Linked DNA regions of Drosophila melanogaster: region 2 is linked to region 1. The links are chromatin contacts, called in public Hi-C maps. All regions are on one chromosome and are shown on one strand. The core of a region is the stretch at or near the end of the contact, and the rest is flanking DNA. Distances in the headings are between cores, read along the strand shown.

Region 1 (7,274 bases), core at 2,813-5,312:
AAAAAGTATGTAAGTTTTGGAAAATTATTATTTTTTCTTTAAAGATGTTTGAAGTGGCTATTGAAAGATTCGATAAAGTTTTTAAACGCCGGGTTGTGTCTAATTATATATAAAGTTTACACGTAGGAAAACAATTTAAGAATTGCTTGACGAGATTGTAACAATGAATTCCAGAGACTAAATGCCAGTTAATCAGAATCAATTATCTTTAGATTCATCTATGAATCAGCTTTTAAGACAATGCACAAAAAAGCGCATTGAAATATTGAAACACGTATTTAATAAAATTTTCTAAACTATAACAAATACATAACTTATCAAATCGAATATGTATATATATTCCTTTTAAGAGAAGATACTGTTTTCTGTTGGCTGAAACCCGAGACGTTTTCAGCTTAAATATGCAACACGTGTCTTCAATTATAAAGATTTCAACGACTTAATGATGTGAAGTCAAATAAGTGAGACAAAAAGTGGTTAATCATAACATCAATATTGACTCTCCCACGGAGTCGGTGATGTAAACAGAACTGGGCTCAATCTAGAATCGAATGGAGTAATCCCCCGCCAGACGATGCTCATCCATTGGACGTCAATCCCGAACGCGTTTTCGATTCAATCTTAATGCGAAGACAAATGAGCTTTCCGTTTTTATGGGTGGGAGAGAGGCTCACTTCACTTTTGTTTCCGATCGAAACCAATAAAAGTGACATAAGCTCATCCACGAGCACCACGACCGCAATTTTCATATCAGATCGACTGAGAACGGAACCCGGCATCAAATGCGCAGCGCAAAAACACCTCAAAAGATCTGAGCTCACGAACAAGCTAGAAGATACGTTTTGAGTACGTTTTCTGTGTCATCGCCAGAACAAATTCAATTAGGGAACGACGACGTAGAGATAGATTGCCGGCCGGTCGCCAGGTTTTCTCGGTCGCATTTGAGCTGAGTAGATTTTCGCAGACTTTTGGCATTGAGTATGGCGGGCCAAATGACGGGTCTCTTGGCAGATAGTCAAACAGTCCGTTCCAGAATGCTAGGAGAGATTTTAGAAAGCTGATCTGGGCAGCGGATCAAGGCGCTCAGGCGCTTGGAACGGATTTGGTTTTAAGCAGCGCGTCGCATAAACTACTAATTGACTAAAGTAGTTCAACTATTTGGGACATGCGGTATATCACTTCGTTTTCGTTAATAATTGGCAAAATGCGGAATAATCTCTTTGATATGGCGATCAACACTGGCGTATTTGAAACAAATCAGCGTAGAAATTTAAATGTACTAAAGCAAAAAATTCGGAGCTATCAAAACAAACTGGACTTTCATTGAGCCAAGCAAACAGCTTAATTTCTGAAATAGGTTTAATAATTATGTGCAATAAACGACCAATAAACGATTTTAAAAATAATGTATAAATGGGCAAACAAACTAGTTACAAAACCAATCTAATACAAAGTGATAATCTAAATGATCACAGTGCACATAGCGCCGTGTAAACTATTTCTATGGATGCAAATTAAATACACCTCGTGACTCAGTTTTTTCTGTAACCCTAAACATTACAAATTTTTGTGTTTTTGGGTAAATTTACAGGGAATAAATTTCTACGATTTTGCGGTTGCATTGCGACTGTCAATCGGATATGGAACGTGTGTGCCGGCGAAATAGAAAACCCGTCAATCGATCCATGGATCGTTTGGCAGATCGTTTGCTATATGGGCCAGTGGGTCGTCGTATGTTGACGACTGCGGTGCGGTTACGTGCCTGAAATGAGCCACATTGGGCGGATCAATTAAATGGTAGCAGCACTTGCCTAATTGGCCATAATTCTCCTTACCAAAAACACTTTTCGGGGCAGCTCTATAATTATGATCGAGAGTTAAGAGTGGGCGGCAATTTGTTTTGTTTATTTTTGAATTGTGCGTTGGTGTTTCAAAACGATTAAATAATTGAAAGAAGTGAAGCATTTGTTTACCAAACGAAACAGTTGACGCTGGGAATTATTAATGGTTTCTCTTTAGAGAAGAATTTACACTAACTACGCGAGTTCTCGCCGAAATAATTGCAAGTTCAATGTAGTGCAAAAAGTGCACTCAAATGGGGTGGGGTCAGCGTATATGTATGTATATATTTAGCAAGTGAGTGGGTCTGTCATCGTTTCCATTAGATCATTGCATTCGCTTATAGTATACAGCAATCTACATCTTGTGGGTGCACATATATATATGTAGGCGGATGCTTGACTTGCTTGAGCCAAAGATGCAAACACAAAAGTAGTCAAATCTCGGGTATTGAGGGTAGAGAGTAAGTAAACTTGATGAAATGACCCCTTTACAATGTCAAACTTAAAAGTGCATTATTTAAACTCACCATTCTTTTTGGGTTTCTGTTTTCCCATTTGAATGTGGGTACATTTTTTAATATTAACCTTCATGAGTACTTGGTGATAGTATAGTGGTGGGCTATACTATTGAAACATATTTTACTGCGATATTTTCCGGAGAGCAATTCAATTATCAGACTTCTTCCAACTGTTTTATAAGTGAAGAACTCGCGTATAAAAGTGGAAATCGGTAAAAACCCCTTTTCTTGAATTGTGAAATTAATGTTCTTTGTTAAGATGTTAATATGTATGTGACAATGCACTGACAAGATTTTCAAAGGGGCTCTGGTTGAATTCCCATTGGTGTTCAGATGTGTTTTAATTTCATCTTGCTTTAAATTCTAGCTTGTAAAATGGATGATAATTAAACCCAGGGGATAATTAAGACCTTTAACTACTTTCAAAAATACTGCTCTTAGTAACATATTTGCTTTGAGCAATAATACTAACTGGTTTGCGTTGTTGCACAATGCGATTAGACTTACCTCTTGGTGGTGGACCGGATTTGGGAGTTGTGTGATTGCAGCACGGTCTTCCGATTTTGGAAACAGAACCCGTCGATCCAAAACTAGATGGTGCCTTCATTTTGCTGGGCTGCGGGATTCCGGTACCAGAAGTAGCGGGCGTGGGAATATTGGATCTGATGGGACCCGGTAATTTGGAGGCAGTGGCTCCTGGTTCCGGGTCCGCAGTAACTGGCGATGGAAAAGGGGCACTTGTCCCGCCCGAAGCGCTCGTATCATCACTCATTTTTTACTTTATTCTTAATAATCTTCACTTATTAGGACACACGCGTATTAAAAGTAAACGATTTAAAAAACTTGGGGGAAAAACAAGTGCAAAAGAATAATTTTTGGTAAAATAAATGGAATGCTGATCACTTACCTTAACAAATATATGTATAATTCGCTTAATTTGCTTTTATTTTATATTTTTGCTACAAAAATAAATGGATTTTTTTTATTTTTAGCTAGGTTTTGAACCACTGTTCCACTTTTGTTGTTGCTTTATTTTGGCGCGCAGGCAGCTATCTCACTCGCACTTAGGCGGCTGCTTTAAAACAGCTGACTGAGAGCAGATTTCTTTTCTTCTTTTTTTCGTTGAGCTTGAAAAACAAACAAGACCGCTTTTTGTTGTTGCTCTCGTTGGCCAGAACTTCGTTATATTTTCAAAAAATGCGGAACACAAATATGTATTGAATTAATTTTATGCGACTAACAAAATCACTCAAGGGTATTCTATTTATATAAATTCGTAACTTTTTATTTATAATTTTGTGTTGGGCTGCTTGCGCTGATATTCATCAGACTTAAACAAGATTAAATTGAATCAAATTGCTTATCAATTTGTGCATTTCACACACACACACACGCACGCTGTAGCTCTGTTCTATATTTTATTGTTGCTGCTGATTTGACACAGTTATAGAAGAGGGAACCATTAGAAGAGGGTGGGAAAAGGGACGCGAAAACGCACTCTTATTGGTGTGTGTTTACCGCACACACACACAGTACTTAAATAAACTGGAGTGCTTTACATACTGTGCTGTGCGAATACGATTTAGAAATATACGCGATTGGGATTTTACAATTTTACACAAATTTTAGATTTTTTTTGCACTTAGTTGGCGTTGCGTTGGAATTTTGTTGTTGCACTGAGTTAGCGATGGTAGCACAGCTCCAGTGCAGCGCGCCAATCGATAGTTGCGGCTATATTTTCCCGAGGTATTTTTAGAGTAATGCGGTCATACAAAAACACCCTGTAGGAAATTGGCGAATATTTATTCGTGAATATAAATATGTAAAATATGAAATTATGTCACCAATAATGGAAGCGTCGCTGAGCTTATTCAGATTTGTGATCTGAGCCCACACAACTGACAAATTAACGAATTTATAATTTAGTCTAACATGGTTTTTTAATATTCAACCAGTTTATTGCCGGGTTCCAATACCAGGTTACCTGGTCATTTGTTCATTTTTTCTTTAAGTAGTTATATGAAATGTTTCGGTGTAATAACGACTCAGTAATCTAATAATGCCCTAAATTTGAAGGGGCAAATGCTAAACGGTAGATCATTCTGAATAAACAAACATTACATTACATTATAAAATGTAAGATTGTTGACATTTCGAATTGCGATAAAAATGGAGCCAGTGTATCATCGGCGCACTGTGGTATTTTATCGATAGTACTCAAAGGCACGCCGATTTTAAACTAACAGCAACGTTTCCAGCGCTGCCCAAGTAGCATCCCATAAACCGATTCAGTTGTTTTTCGATTTTCGTTGTGCACTGTCGCTCGTCTGCTGCGTGAGCTTGTGCGTGTGTGAGTGCGCGTGTGTGCGAGGAGGCAAAGAAGAGGAAGCAAGAAGGAAGCCGCAAAAGGAAAATCCAATTCCGAGAAATCTTATCAATGAGCCAAGAAGACGTACACTAAATGAAAAATAATCGAGATGCGTGCGTTTCAATAGAGCAAATTTAGTTTCCAGTTTCGGTTTCTTTCGGCACTTCACTCCGTTTCCTTATCGGTGTGATAGTTTAGCGCGTGCGTGTGTGTGTGCAAGTGTGTGGAAGTGTCGCCACGCCTACACGGGAAATGGCAGCAACGGTTTACCAACGCCTACATAGCGTCGCAGTCGGCGTCGGCAGCGCCGCTGGCAGCGCCATCGGCAGCGGGTCGGCTTCCCTTCCAGGATCTGGAACAGGATCGGGATCTGGAATAGGCCACGCTGGAAACACCTCCTCCTCCACCTCGTCTGCCCTGCTTAGTCATTCCCAGCTGACGCGCTCCCTGGAAAGAATCCTGGAAGAAGCGCACTTCAGCGGCGAACTGATCCTGACCAATCGCAAGCTGAAGGACTTTCCCAGGACTGGAACGAAGTACTCACTTACCGACACTGTCATCGCAGGTGCGTACCGCTATTGTATAGTGTATATTCGTAAGGGAGAACAAAGAAAAGGTGTTCTTCAAGCCGGTTTCGTAGCTCCGGAAAAAATTGGGTTTTCATTACTTCCTAAGTAAAGTTTAAACTGTTCTTAATAATACTTAATGTACGAAGTTAATAACATTTTATTGGAAAAAGCATACATTTTTATATTACAAAGTTAAATGGTATTAAAGTTGATTAGAAAATTGTTAGTTATAAAGTTTTCTTTTGACGTCAGAAAAAGTAAAAGTAGAGTTTACATATGTACAAGTACTGATAAAGCAATTAAATTAGTTGCTTATCGAAAATGTTTGGCGTATGTGTATACCTTTAGGGTGCGGCATTTAAGCAAAGGAGGTTTGTTGCCGGTGAGCTAACGAAGTTTTTCCATCTCCATTGCAGTGGCGAATTTTCCTTTTGTTGCTTGAAAATCAATAATTTGCAGCAGCCGTCGGAGGTTCATCCTTTTCCTCCTTTTCTGTCCTCCCATCAGCTGCTCTTTCTCTCTGCGGCTCTCCCATTCTCTCCCTTTTCGGACTGCGCTCAAGGACAATAATTACCGCCGTTATTCGCTCTTCGCCACTTTGCACTATTCGTGTTATCCTTATTTATTTTTATTTTCGCCGCAGCCGGCACGAAAATTTTGTCGAAGTTCAACCAACTTTCGTTTTTGTTAGGACCAAAAAATATGCACCAGCGGAGAAATAGTAAATGGGAAATACCCACCCAGAAAATTCACCGCCCTCTCGCAGGACCCCGCCCCCTCTCACAGCTGCTGCTACCCTCGAACAGATGTTCTCACAACGGGACATGTCTCTCATCGATTTTCACTTGTGTTTGTTGTATACACATACAGTAAACGCTCTGAAAGGCGAAAGGATACGTAGATAAGGTTAGTTGTCATTCTAATCGCTGAAAAAGCGAGATATGGCAATTTTCCATCTAACAATACTTCACAGATCGAAGATTATGTTCATTGAAACGAGACAGATTATAAACTACAAAATTATTTTAGTTTATTTCTTTTAATTACTTACACAAAGTAAATTCCAACTATGAGATGTTATTATTAATTTTAAGACTTATTATGAACGTGGAATGTCACCTTTCAGAGGACGCACTGTATTTTGATGTATTTTCGGTGGAAATGTCTGGAATAGAAGGAAACTTTTTATTTTTGGACTGCGAAGATTAATTGCCGTGGAAGAGAGATAAAAATAAATTGTGTCATAAATTGAAAACTAATTTGGTAAAAGAATAGGGAAAGAATTCAATAAAAATTCCACTTAGCCAGTGCCTTGGATGATGGATAATACCGGAATTGAAGAGCAACAAAAATAAACAAAATTCTCAGTTTGTCTACCATTAATTCAATTAAAATTACATTTTTATAAAGCAAACATAAATTGACTAATTAATGAAACTGAATTGAACAATGCACTTCGATATTGAAAAGAGTACGTAACAAATTTCGGAAGGTTTCAATTAAATTTAGGATACTAGAAGTGTTTAAAGAGATAAAACTTAATCTCCCCCTAACCTAGGAAACATATTTTTAATTTCCTTCCAATCCACTCCGCTCCCCGTTTTCCGCCTACGTGACTTGATTTTCGAATTAAGCTGTGACAATCCGTGACTTATGGCCACGCGCTATTTGTTCGAAATGGGGAAACGATCCCTTCTTCTTTGGAAAACCCTTCCCCACATGGAGAGCCAACGAGCTTCCGGTTTTTCGTTCATTTTCGAATAAGTTTCATGCGTTTTCTCACCAGCAATTGAGTCATCGACTGCGAAGGCGTGACTAATTACTAATTAAAATGCTGGATTTTTGGTGTGAATGGACATGTGGAAAATAGAAAACAGGGGGAATATTGAGATACGCTGAACCTCTCGTTAGGGGTTAATCTTTGGGGAAAATATTTGTAAATACACCCTAGCGAAGAACCTCTACAAATTGCCTCTTC
Region 2 (7,274 bases), core at 1,427-3,926, 87 kb before region 1:
TGGCGTTTCTGGCCGCTTCCAGGTTGCTCTTGTACACCTCGTTGTCCGGTTCCAGCTCGATGGCCTTGGCGTAGGCCTGTTCCGCCTTCTCGAAATTGCCCATGTTGGAGTACGCCACGCCCAGGCGGCAGTACGCCTTGCTGTAGTTGTTGTTGTACACCAGGGCGGACTTGCAATCGGTTACGGCGCGTTCGTTCTCACCCAGCCGGATGTGGGCCGCAGCCCGATTGCAGTAGAAGATCGGATTCTTGGGATCGAAGGCGATGGCACGATTGTACTGCAGCAGTGCTTCATTGTACTTGTTCTCCTTCATCAGCCGGTTGCCCTCGTTCTTGATGGATTCGGCCAGGGCCAGGGATTCCGGATTGCGTTCTGTATACAGCGACTGGAAGAGCTCGAACATGTCAATGTTATTGGGAACGGCGGCGGCGGCGGCGCCGATACCAGCACTTCCGCTGGCCACCGCATCATCGTCCGGTGCGCTCGCAGTGCTGCTGCTCTGTGTGGTGGCCTGCTCCTCACCAGCCGCAGCCGGCGCTGCCTCCACATCATCGCCCAAGTCAAAGGCCGCCTGCAGGCACTGGATCGCCACCTCGATGCTTTCGGTCTGGTCCGGCGACATCACGTCCCCCTGCTTCTTCAGGTAGTCAATGAAGCTACGCACGAAACTCTGCTGCACTGCGTCCGGCATTTTGGTTATGCTTTAGATTTCTGTTCGCTTAATTTCGATCGACAGACAAGTTGAAAAGTAAATGTGATTAGGCGAAATGTGAATATAAAATCGAGTATCGATGTGCTACATGGCCCGATAACTTTTGAGACATATATCGAACATTCTGATAGTATGGGAAATGCTGACGCTGTTTACAAACTTTGGTTTCAGCTTAAATTATATTTATATTATATATTTTTATATAAAAATAAATCTGTTGCTTCAAGCATTTTAAATAAAATCATACCCTTAGTAGTGGAAACGCGATTATTATTACCAACGCGAGGTTTGGGTCCGAGCTAAGCGCATTCTTAACGCTTTTCTCCACACCTCTCCGCATTATCGAAAGTTTTGCCTGCGGTCGCACTGAAATTCCGTCACAAACATTGCCAAGAATCGACGTGATTGCGGACAAAATTTTGTTTTTGCACTTGCTTGAAAATTTCGACTCCATCGACGACCGCAGCGATTGGGCCTGATATATACCGCATTTAGCCGTCTACGCCGCAATTGTGCAACGGATAACGAGAATACGCGAAGAGCAGTCGTGCGAACGGGGAAAGTGCAGGGAAAATGGGAAAAACTCCCACTTTGCCAGCGAACGAAAGGAAAGGGGAAATTGTGTGATGTCATTTCGGCTGTTTCTTTTCGAGTTAATTGAAACAACTTCCTGCGCTGCGTTTTCAGTTTCTGCTGCCAACTGTTTTATACGCGCCTATGTGTGCGTACGGCAGTGCGCTGGTGTGTGTGTGTGACTTACAGGCATATATAAATATAGTGCAGAATTATTTGCCGTTAAAAGCCCACGGTTAATTGGCCATTAAGCGCTGTTTAATTTACTAATTTAGCGCGGTGAGTGAAGAGAGGAGAAAACCCGCAGCGATACCATTCCACACACACACACACACGTTCGCATTCAAACGGAAAAGAGAAAAGGTGAAACGCACGCACACACACGCAAAAAGCACACCGCGAGTGGAGTTGTGTGAGTGTGGGGTTTCGATAAAAAAAATTATTTTAAAAAAAGCACTGAAGTACAACAAAACAGTGCGGCATATACAAATCGACTTCTATCGATTTCCCTCCAAAACATAAAATTGTATCGAAAAGATTCCGCCCAGGATAGAAGCATCAACAGCAACAACGAGGAGATTCACCTGCCCACGGGCAGCTGTACCGTCCACCAACACCCACACCATCACCCCCTCCCCCGACCACTAAGGACACCATCCATCCATCATCATGTCCAGCGCCAGCAACAACGGCCCATCGGCGGACCAATCCGTGCAAGACCTGCAAATGGAGGTGGAGCGCCTCACGCGCGAACTGGACCAGGTGTCCTCCGCCAGCGCCCAGTCCGCCCAGTACGGACTGTCCCTGCTGGAGGAGAAGTCCGCCCTGCAGCAGAAGTGCGAGGAACTGGAGACGCTCTACGACAACACGCGCCACGAACTGGACATCACACAGGAGGTAAGTTTGCCTACAATTCTTCGCAGTTTTTAAATGCTCCAATGGGTTATATAGTAACCCGCCAATTTGGCCCCCTCTGTTGCTATGTTTTTCGATCTGTTTCCAAGCAGTCGCCGCTTATCGCCCAGCTGGCCCACTCGCGTACTCACACACACCTTGGGGCACACACACCTACATATTTAGACAGAGAAAACCTTTCCACAACGGCCAACAATTTGTCTTGCTGGCAAACTAACTCGCTCACCTGTTGGCCAGTTTGACTCTCTTTCGGCGAGTCTACCTATCGCTCTGCAAAGTCCGTCTGGTCTGGTCTAGCAGAAATAATTGGGATTCGCTCTCTGATCATGAAATCGGAAACTGGCTTGGCCATATGGTCACGTGCTGTTGTTTTGTATACCTTTAAATACAGTGGAACCGCTTGGGTCGATTGAAGATACTATTCAGTCCGCTAAACAAAACAATAAATAAACTAAAAAATGAAAAACACAACTTAACAGCTGAAAGAAAGCCTTTACGACCGCAAAAAGTATTTATGTATGTTTATCATAGATCATAATCGCTAGCCAAGTGTCCTTCTGTCCGTCAGTATAAAGGCCAAAAAAAGCCATGCGATGCCATTATTCTAGTGATCCTAGATGATATGTGTTGTTCAAATCATAAAGCGATCTTTAAAGTTAACACTATAGCATTCTCATTTGATTTGATTGAAAACACTTAAACATTTAAAATGCATTTGGCTGGCAGAATTATTTCATTGTTTCAAAATTATGTTTTCTTTGTTTTTTTATCTTTATCTTGTCTCCACTGATCACGCTCAATTTGGCATAAACATTGTTTTGGCCTATAAAAATTATCTCAGCTTTCAGTTGGCCGATTGCAGCACGGCCAATCTACTCTTGCCATTTCATTTTGCACCTTTATTCAGTGCCCAACTACCTCCACTTCCACATCCAACTCCTCCTTTTCTTCTTACCACCAACCTTCCTTTCCAATTAGTCCTCGTCATCGCCTGGCATTTCCTCTGGAATTTTCACAGGCCGTGGATTGTCGGGCTCTGAACTGCATTACCAGACGGCAGGGAAAAGTTGTGTCCTTTCCTCGGTAAAAATCAAATGGGGGAAGCAGTCTATACTCATTCAGCCGTCTATTATCATTTCGTGCTTTGGCTTTTTCCGACTGGTGTCCCAACAAGCTTCCTTTTTGGTTTGTTTTGCTTGTTGCCAAAAGAAAACGTTGGTTTAGGCCGATTTTGTTGGAGAAGGGTAAATAAAGCATACAGTAAATACAACTGGTTAAATAAAGATCAGAACAATTATACACATGTTTACTGTATTACGCAAATTAACAAAATCATTTGTTATTTTTAGATTTGATTTTGGTGTAAACATATAGTTCATATTCTTTAAGTATCCCCAATTAGCAAACAGTGCAATTAAAGTTCCATTAACCATGGGGCTAACAAAAGTTAGCTGGAATTAAAATCCTACGGGGGCGTTAACACCTGCACACACGCACACACACAATGCAGGCGGTAACACCTTTTTTACAAATGGGCATATGTATGTGCGTAATACGTATATGCGCATGCATTTTTATGCGCTTCGAACAAAAAGCCTGCCAATTAATTGTTGGACAGGTGGCAGTGCACTTGTAACGTAGCTTGATAGTTTCCAGCTTGTTGGATTTGAACTCAACTGAACTTTTACGAGAACACAAATAAAAAAATGAGTGCGAGGCCAAAAGAACCCTCCACCCACACACACACATTTATAATGGATGCTTAAAAATTACAAAAAAAATAATAGCAACGTCGACGACCACGTCACTGCGGGCATTTTCTGTGTCCCCACAAAAGTGTAAAAAAAGGGGTGAGGTTTAAAGGAAGCTATGTGGAGACTGGGCGACATATTTCCACTTGCAATCAAGATATCTGCCTCGGGCGACCCCAGCATAAAGTGACATAAATCAGCGGGCAGACGGCAGCGAAGGAGGGCCAAGTTTCCGTCTTGGGTTGGAAATTAGCTTACTGAAATTAACTGGGTATTTTCCAAAGAGCCCCAGGCGCAAAAAATTTTCCCATCGACTGCGTTTTAATGCAATAGAATTTCGATTAAACTGAAGTCATGTTTAGGGGGTTTATTTATAGGTAGCTAAGAGGATGGTTTCTTATAATATGGTTAAGAACTTGGTTCATCGAATGAGATATATGAGATATCCTTTAAAAGGTAGTCGATGCCATCTTCTTTACTTTTATTATTACTCCTAAATTAAAGGGTAAATGTGTTATGTATTTGCATGGAGTATCCTGGATTTTAAAACCAGAATTAATGCAATCTGCTGGTAAGTCCAATTAGGGAAGTGCTAATTTCGTTGCCATCACTGTGACTGCAAATTGGCAATTGCAACTGCAGGACCGCAATACAAATATTTACCCAGTTTTCGAGACGTCGGACGGTCGAAACTGTCAGCCGCATTTGGCAATTTATTCAGTTAGCTGGATGTGGAAATGGATGTGGATGTGGATGTGGATGGGGCGGGAAAACACGTTGTTGTTCGGGCGATTGTAACTGCGGCAATTAAAAGGCACCGAAACAAGGGCCATAAAACGAGCGACGAACGATGCAGTGGAAACAACACGTGTACGCCACGTAATATGGACGATGTGTCCTGTTTTGTGGGCGCATGTGAATGGGTTTTTGGGTGCGGGTGGTGGCCATATATCATGGCTCACATGGCGCCACCGCCAAGGACATCCCGTCGTCCGTTGGTCACATTCCAGAGCGCAGCGTAGTTTGGCATTCTGCTGCGGCTGGCCTGACTTTGCTACTTTCCGCCCCAAAAAGTTTTTAACACAAATTTAATAATTAATGGCATTATTTGTTCAGGTTTTTGTTTGCGGTTGGACCGAGTTTTTTACAAAACTTGTTAAAGTTTGTTGAATGGTCTTAAAAATTTATGAATTCTTTTGGTAGAATATAATTAATTCAATAAGAATTAAATCAGTTGGAAATATATAATGTAAAGCAGACAAATGTTTACCTTTTGCATCATTACGATAATCAAAGGAGTAATCTAAATCCTCCTCCGACACTTTGCCCAAATGCCTTCCTAATTTACGGTCTTGTGAGTCCTGCCAAATGCCCTTTATCCTTTTCAAATCCAAGCTAGACAATAACAATTAGAATCGTAGCGGCAACATGAAAGCCAGCGCCCAGAGGAAACGGAGTGGGTATGAGCAAGAAACACACAAAAAAAAAAAAGAAAATATGTACAATGATTTGACACTGATGCTCTGTTCTTTTGGCGCAAATTGCAATTCTATGGCAATCAAACTGGCAGTCAGCGGAGGAGGAGGAGCGGCAACTCCCGGACAGGAGCAACTGCAATAGCCACAATGGCGGCCGGGGTCGCAACGAATGGGTTAAGCGGGGCTGGCAAGGGTTAAATGCGCCGCTTGAGCACTGACAAAACATGTTTCCGTCGCTGTCGTCTGGCCTGGCTGAAGGGAAATGAGTGGGGAAAAAAGTGTTGTATTTCCCGCCAACTGAGGCCATCTCCGCCCGCTTTTCCGCAATGGCTCCTCCTCCGATTTTCCCCAATGAATTGCCAGCAATGAAAATGTAAATGCACACACAGACTTGTACTTTTCTGACGACGACGTCGTCGAGGACGATGATGATGATGATGATGAGCGAAAATCTGGGCACGGATGCAAGGGTAAAACTGTTGTGACAATTGCAGTTTTCCAGCGCAGCATTCTCGTCCTGCTGCATAATGACGCTGCAATTTATTTGCGTAAACTTTTTGGCCCCAGCCAAAGGCTCTGCGGGGAATTGGAGCACTGCCAGATGCAATGAGCTCGCAAAAAGGATGAACCGTCGCCGCCATCAACACGTCGTGGAAAGCTCTGCACTGACTTACTATTGGCTCTTAAATGCGCTTGAGAAATTTGCCCAGGATATAAGTATGTATGCACACTGTGTATATTATGCAACAACACAGGCACAGATACTCGCAGCAGGAGCAAATGGTTATTATGCCTTTTTATAGTTCCGCGCTTTCAAGGATTTCCCATGGCCCGCTGCGTCCATTTCGCATTTCCTGATGATGTTCGAAGCACGTTATTATGTAGTCAGTCTACTTTTTGTGGAATATTTCATCTGGTTACTTTTGAACGCTGCTTATTTTTCGTTTACGTTTATTCTTAAATACTTATGCTTTTTACTTAATGATATTTATTGATTTTAATATTCAGCTTTTTGTAATAATCGGTTATTTGCTTATTACAAAAGAATATAATCAAGTCATTATCATTGAACTGAGATAAAGTATATACACACTTAAAAGTGACACCGAGGAACTTGGAATTTAAACTTTAAATTTCTATTTAAAAAACCTCTTTTCCAAATTCAGTTTTATTGTTAGCACACTCGCGGGTGCCATTGCTTTTAACTAGATTTCCTTTGCATCTTGTTAGTGTGAAATTCATAAGGGGTATTTTTTGCAGCTTTCCTTGTTTTTTACCCCTTGAAAACCGGCATATTCGGGCATTCCCATTTCGTTAAGAGCGTAATTTGAGTTCCCTTGGCTGCAAAATTTTCGCAGCATCAGCATTTGCACGCACACAGGTTTTCCCATTTTCCGCCTGCAGTTTTCGTCGTTTTTCTGGCCGCCGTTTCTTTGTCGATTTAGGCGACATTTCAAATTCAGACCGAGTGTCAAGCTCGTGCATTGACATGATGGCTACAAATGCGCCGTTCTCACATTTTCCATTTTCCATTTCCCATTCTCTATTTTTTTTGGGCTCTCATTGTTTGCATGTGCGTTGTGTTCAAAATTGCGCACAGCCTACAAAAAGGGGTGCACTGCAAAAAAAAAATAGGTCACACTAGGTTGTTAGTTTAAAGAACTTGAAGTCATTGAGAAATATTTATACAGCGAAGGCTTTTGCGTATTTCAATTAATTTTCACTATCATTGATACTTAGAAATTCAACAAATCATTTTGTTAATTTTATTCAACAAAAATCCTAAACCTTTAGCCCAGCTTTTGTCCGCTGTGCAAATCGGTTATTACTGCATTTGCAGGCTTT

Evidence for each region. A called contact is a pair of places that touch in the nucleus more often than the background predicts.
Region 2: a contact with region 1 is called in a Hi-C map of the Kc167 cell line, with 2.4 times the contacts expected there. A contact is called at or near these places in 11 of 107 Hi-C or Micro-C datasets (the D17-c3 cell line, the Kc167 cell line, the S2 cell line and 4 more) and 1 of 7 datasets of targeted methods (the S2 cell line).

What each region holds. Positions count from the first base shown.
Region 1 is chr2L:17,381,488-17,388,761 of dm6, reverse strand. CLIP-190 (Cytoplasmic linker protein 190) reads right to left here and starts at 4,062. Exons shown (of 17, transcript NM_165213.5): 1 at 3,923-4,062; 2 at 3,267-3,318; 3 at 2,867-3,201. The coding sequence starts at 3,131. Lrch (Leucine-rich-repeats and calponin homology domain protein) reads left to right here and starts at 4,647. Exons shown (of 7, transcript NM_165212.2): 1 at 4,647-5,292. The coding sequence starts at 4,980.
Region 2 is chr2L:17,467,005-17,474,278 of dm6, reverse strand. Sgt (small glutamine-rich tetratricopeptide containing protein) reads right to left here and starts at 2,676. Exons shown (of 2, transcript NM_001259129.2): 1 at 2,427-2,676; 2 at 1-718. The coding sequence starts at 691. It overlaps BicD (Bicaudal D), which reads left to right and starts at 1,064. Exons shown (of 8, transcript NM_001273601.1): 1 at 1,064-2,182. The coding sequence starts at 1,955.